Regions from separate parts of the Sus scrofa genome. Here region 2 is linked to region 1. A link is a contact called in public Hi-C data. All regions are on one chromosome and are shown on one strand. Each heading gives the region's core, a stretch centred on a gene start, on an enhancer-like site or on the middle of the called end of the contact. The rest is flanking DNA. Distances are from core to core; before and after follow the strand shown. Region 1 holds the start of SETD5 (SET domain-containing protein 5). Region 2 overlaps SETD5 (SET domain-containing protein 5).

Evidence for each region. Hi-C and Micro-C count contacts between places; a contact is called where the count stands out from the background.
Region 2: a contact with region 1 is called in a Hi-C map of embryonic fibroblasts, with 1.7 times the contacts expected there. The contact joins the enhancer-like site here to the promoter of SETD5 in region 1. A contact is called at or near these places in 2 of 5 promoter capture datasets (fetal liver and liver), 17 of 47 Hi-C or Micro-C datasets (alveolar macrophages, brain, embryonic fibroblasts and 9 more) and 2 of 2 datasets of contacts at active chromatin or transcription factors (alveolar macrophages and skeletal muscle).

The regions. Positions count from the first base shown.
Region 1 is chr13:65,758,640-65,761,322 of Sscrofa11.1, forward strand. SETD5 (SET domain-containing protein 5) reads left to right here and starts at 1,334. Exons shown (of 25, transcript XM_013981946.2): 1 at 1,334-1,665. It overlaps SRGAP3 (SLIT-ROBO Rho GTPase-activating protein 3), which reads right to left and starts at 1,253. Exons shown (of 25, transcript XM_021071097.1): 1 at 1,130-1,253.
Region 2 is chr13:65,795,352-65,798,034 of Sscrofa11.1, forward strand. All of the region lies in intron 1 of SETD5 (SET domain-containing protein 5), which reads left to right. Among named protein-coding and RNA genes, the nearest start is that of SETD5, 37 kb to the left of the region's middle. Within about 2 kb of position 1,355, at least 34 of the 83 cell types and tissues checked have an H3K27ac peak or open chromatin away from gene starts, as enhancers often do. A contact at or near this core is called in alveolar macrophages, brain, embryonic fibroblasts and 2 more, where this site is marked.

The DNA of each region.
Region 1 (2,683 bases), core at 84-2,583:
GAGCAAACTGACATGGAGGCGATGACGAGATCGCGGGGGAGGGAGGGATTTTTCTAGGCCCAGGGCGGTCCTTAGGAAAAGGAGGCAGCAGAGAACTCCCATAAAGGTATTGCGGCACTCCCCTCCCCCTGCGGAGAAGGGTGCGGCCTTCTCTCCGCCTCCTCCACTGCAGCTCCCTCAGGATTGCAGCTCGCGCGGGTTTTTGGAGAACATGCGCCTCCCACCCACAAGCCAGCAGGACCGACCCCCCACTCCTTCCTCCACCCCCCACCCCCACGGGTCCGAGAGCAGGTAGAGAGCTAGTCTCGTCCTTCAGGCGGCGGACGCCCAGGGCGGAGCCGCAGTCACCACCACCCAGAAGCCTCGGCCCGGCAGCCCGCCCCCGCCTCCTGCGCGCGCTTCCTGCCACGTTGCGCAGGGGCGAGGGGCCAGACACTGCGGCGCTGGCCTCGGGGAGGGCCGTACCAAAGACCGCCTCCCTGCCGACTCGCGTAGTGGTTTCGCTCATTTGGGACCCAAGCCAATAACAAGGGGCCGTTCCCAGGACTTCAGCAGCCAATCAGATACCAAAGCCGAGCAGGCGGCGGGTAAACCGACTCCCCCGGAGGGGAGGGTGGCAGGACGCCCGCGCGGGAGCCACTTTCACTGACCCTCCCCTCCCCCCGCAGGAGGCCGACAGCGCCCGCCTGTGCAGCTCTCTCCACCCCACCTACCTACCCACCCAGGGGGCAATGCGAGAGTTCCTGGGAGGCTGCGCACTCCCGAGGCTGTAACTGACAGGAGCTTTACTCCAACCAAAACACGCCATTTGTGTTTTCACACACGGCGGGAGGAGAAGCGGCCAATCAGTGACAAGAGAAGAGCAGGAAGCGCTCCTCCCTCTGCGGGAGCAATGGCTCCGTCCGTATTCCAGGCTTTTCCGCTCCCTTCTCCCTCCCCCTCCGGTTGCCGCAGGGCGGGCCGCACTCCCGCCTGCCTCTCACCACCTCTTCCCCTTCCAGCGTAACAAACGATATGCTCCCGACTTCCCGCTAGGGAAGGCGACCCCCGCTACCGGTCAGACCACCTCAAGCACCCATCCCCCGCCAAACCGCCGGCCCTCCCCCAAACCAGAGTCCCGCTCCCCTACCTAGCCGAGGCTCTCTGAGGAGCCGGAGCCCCAGAGCACAGCCTCTTCTCTAGGCGGCCCCGGCGGCTTCCGCTGATTGGCGGGGAGCTGGCCAATGGGTGCGAGACGGTGGGCGGAGGGGCCAATGGCGCGGCGGGAGGGGGCGTGTCCCGGGTGCCCCTGGCGCCGGCGCTGGGAATCCCCGTGCGGTCAGTGGCGTTTCCGCTCGGGCAGCGGGCTGAGTGAGCTGCTGCCGCCGCCGCCGCCGCCGCCGCCGCCGCCGGGGGAGGGGCGGCCGCCGCCCGCCTGCGCTCAGAGACTCACGCAGCCCCAGTCCCGCCAGTCCGCCAACACAGTAGTGCCGGCCCCCCCCTCCTTCCCTGGCCCTCCCCCTCACCGCCTTTGGCTCGCTCCGCCTTTTTGCCCCCCACCCCCACCTCACGGGCACGGGCCATTCCCGGCCAGGAAACGCCGTGGCGCCGCGCTGGGCCTAACTCGAGTCCTGCTGCCTACCGGGAGTGCCGTGCGCCGCAGCCCGGGCCCAGGCCTGGGACAAGGTAAGGGTGCGACAGAAAAGAGAGACCTCCCCTCACCACCGGGCCCCGGGGGAGGGAAGGGTCACCTCCTCCGTCTCCTCGCGCTTGCTCTCGGGACGTGGGCCTGGCCCTCCCCCGGCTCTCAGCAGGAGGATGCTGCCCCTTCCCATCCCCCCTCGCCCCCCCACACCACTGTACCCCTCTTTCCCAGGCGGAGAGGCCCCCTCCTTAATCTAGTCGACCCCACTACCCTTTTCATGTCTTTCCTGGGTCAGGACGTTTCCCCTCCCCCCACGCCTCTTCACCCCTTTTCCTGTGAACTGCCTACTCCACGTTTACCTTTTACTTGAGAATAGGCCTCTCGCCGCCCTCCTCAAAATACACAGCACACTTTTTTTTCCCCTCCCCAAACCCCACCCCCACCCCCGTTCGCGCGGCCTTGTGACAACTCTGGTCGCTCTGGGGCCCTCGATCTCCCCCCTCCAAGAATGTTCCTGGACGCTTTTCCTCTCGTCCTAGGGTCCCTATTGCAGATGATTGCTTCCTTTCCCACACTAAAGACGTTGGGCTTCGCCACCCCCACCTCACATTCTTGGGCTCTCAGTGGCGTATGCCCCAGTATCTCTGAAATGGCCCCACTGAATTTGTAGGGTTCTAGCTTGGAGTTGAGCCAGATTGTGTCGTTTTCCCTGTCTTGGGCGTGGAGAGAGATCATTTGAGAATATCTTTAAAGGCAGAAAAATGTAGCCTCTATTAATTGCCTTTCCCTCTGCGTGGAAGCCAGGGATGCGAAGTGAATGGTGGTGAGAAAAAGCCCTGGTTTTTAAGTAGGTGAATCGCGTGACAGGGAAAGTTTAACTGTTGGGAAAGCCCCTTCTATGCTAATTTATTCTATAGAGCTCTTTGCTTGTCTCACTTCTTGGGAATAACTGGTCTTTCCCTTGGATATTGATGCTGCAGCCAGCTCTGCTGGTCTGGGTCAGGGGTGCGTGTATGACCTGCATTTTCTGCTTTCTCATGTTACTTGTGCAATGTGTTC
Region 2 (2,683 bases), core at 105-2,604, 37 kb after region 1:
CTGAATGCATTTCCCCCCACATCACAGCATATGGAAGTTCAGAGCTGCAGCCTTCACCACAGCTATGGCAACATCGGATCCTTAACCCACTGTGCCACAGTGAAATCTCCCAGAATGCATTAGAAACTTGTGTTTTTAGTGAATCCCAGTTAAAGGGTTATTCCTTTCAAAAAGAAATATAGTTAATTATGGCTTCTGGCTAGTTGGAGTTTAGAGAAAACTAAACAGGGTCTTTTATAATGATTTTTGTTTTTTCCATTATAGCTGGTTTATAGTGTTCTGTCAATTTTCTACTATACAGCAAGGTGACCCATTTACATATACATGTATACATTCTTTTTTCTCACATATACAGTGTCTTTTATTTAGTATGTGAAGAGGGAAAAAATTCTAGTAGTTTTATGACAGTACTATGTGAACAACCTGATATCAAAGCTCTGAAAAAGAAACCAGGCCTAGGAGATGAAAATCTAGGTAGGATTTTTAAGTTGAAGATATTTTAGATTCTACGATAGTAAGTTGTGGTTAATAGGAGGAAAATTATCATTAATCCTCATATAAGATCTGAAGTAATTGCTGCCCTTGAGAAAAGTGGGCATTGAAAACTGATATTATTCAATCTGCCTTTATGTCAGCCAAGCAAGATTTTTTTTCTGTAATCCATGCCTGTTTTTAACACTTCGAGTTTCACATAATTTTTAAAATACCTCATTTTTAAAATGAAATTTGCCTTTCTGGCCCTGACTTAGTGAGTGTACATATTTGTCTTTACTTTGAAATCTCATAATTGGGCCCTAGATTCTAGAGTGCTTTTAATTCTTAGGGTAGGGTAGCCACTACATGCCAAAACGTTTTGGTTTTTTTTGTTTTTTGGGGGGTTTTGTTTTGTTTTGTTTTGTTTTTATGAGAGTGAGGGGGAAAAGTGTAAAATTTTGGTGTAAATAGCTTGCTGTTAACGTGGGAATTCATAAAAGTAAAAATGATCTGATTGGTTTATTTAAAATTTAATAATAGAGGAAAAGCCAAAGAAACTAAAAAGGGACATCCTCAAAATGGCTTGTTTGTATATCCCCAAATATATATTCACTTACATGTTTTGTCAGAGACCAAAATTCAGGAAGCAAAATTTGGCTTCCTGGTGGTTTCTGGAGAGAATTGATCAGAGATTGCTTCTTGGCTAAGTTGCTGTCTGCATAGGCTGTTAACAATTGTTTCTCTGGTAGCAGATCTTGTTCATCAGCATTGCATCATTTCTGGGAGAATGGCCAAGGTCCACAGCCACAGTACAAAGACTGTCTGAAGCATATGAGGCCTGTTCTTTTTCTGAAGCGGCACTCCTCTTCCTGCCAGTCCTCTTCACAGGATTACTGAAGCAGACTTGTTCTGAATTTCTTTCATTGGATTGGCTGTTTATTGGACTCTAAACTCCCAGCTGCTTCCGGCTCACCTGGCTGATGCAATTTCTTTTTCTCAAATCTCTATTGGAGTTGTTCTTAAAGCACTTTTGTCTGTCTTCTCTGAGAGTGACCAGACGTATCAGATGGGTCTTGTGCTTTCAGCAAGTCATGTAGGAAAGACACTGTCAGAATGGCAGATACAGAGACTGTTGACCATTTCTGAAACCAATTTAAACAGAAATAATTACAAACCATTTCTGGCATGTTCATAACAACCTGTTTCTTAGAAATTGTATGTAAATGGTGGCTTCTCAACAGGCTGGTTCTGCTTCTGAGTCCAAGAACTTAACTATGCTTCCTGGGGTTCTGATAGATTGTTCTAGAAATAGTAAATTGAAATGCAGTTGAAGTTCTGATGCATTCCTTTTCCCCCCTTCTGTATACTCGTGTCCTTATTTCTCTTTTTGCTTCTGTTATTCTTTCTTTTTTGTTGTTGCTAAGGGAGTCTACTTCTTTGACTTAATTTTTTTCTTCCTCTTACTGTTACCTTCATACTTTTTAACTTTTATGTATTTTTTTTTTTAGGGCCACACATGCAGAACATGGAAGTTCCCAGGCTAGGAGTCGAATCAGAGCTACAGCTGCTGGCCTGCACCACATCCACAGCAGCACCAGATCCTTTAACCCACTCAGCAAGGCCAGGAATCGAACCCACATCCTCATGGATGCTAGTCGGGTTTGTTAATCACTGAGCCACAAGGGGAACTCCCATACCTTTTATTTTTATAATTCTGAGTATACTCGTTTAAAATTATTTCTAAAGAATAGATTATTTTCCAATTCTTAATAAAAAGTTAGAAATCTATAAGATATCGACGTAAAGTACATTTTTAAAGTTTTTTTAAGTTTTTTATTTTTCCTTATTAGAGCCCCACCTGCAGCATATGGAGGTGTTCCCAGGCTAGGAGTCGAATTGGAGCTGTAGCTGCTGGCCTACACCACAGCCATGCTAGATCCAAGCTGCGTCTGCGATCTGCACCACAGTGGGATTCTTAACCCACTGAGCGGGGCCAGGGATCGAACCTTCATCCTCATGGATACTAGTCAGATTCATTTTTGCTGAGCCACAATGGGAACTCCCAACATAAAGTACATTTACTCTCCATTGCTGGTAACTGGAATCCCACAAACAGATCTGTTCATTTTTATGTATGTTAACATATCACATGTTTAGTACCCCCTTCTGGCTAATGTTAAATTTGACTCTCTGCCTTCCTCCTCTCCCC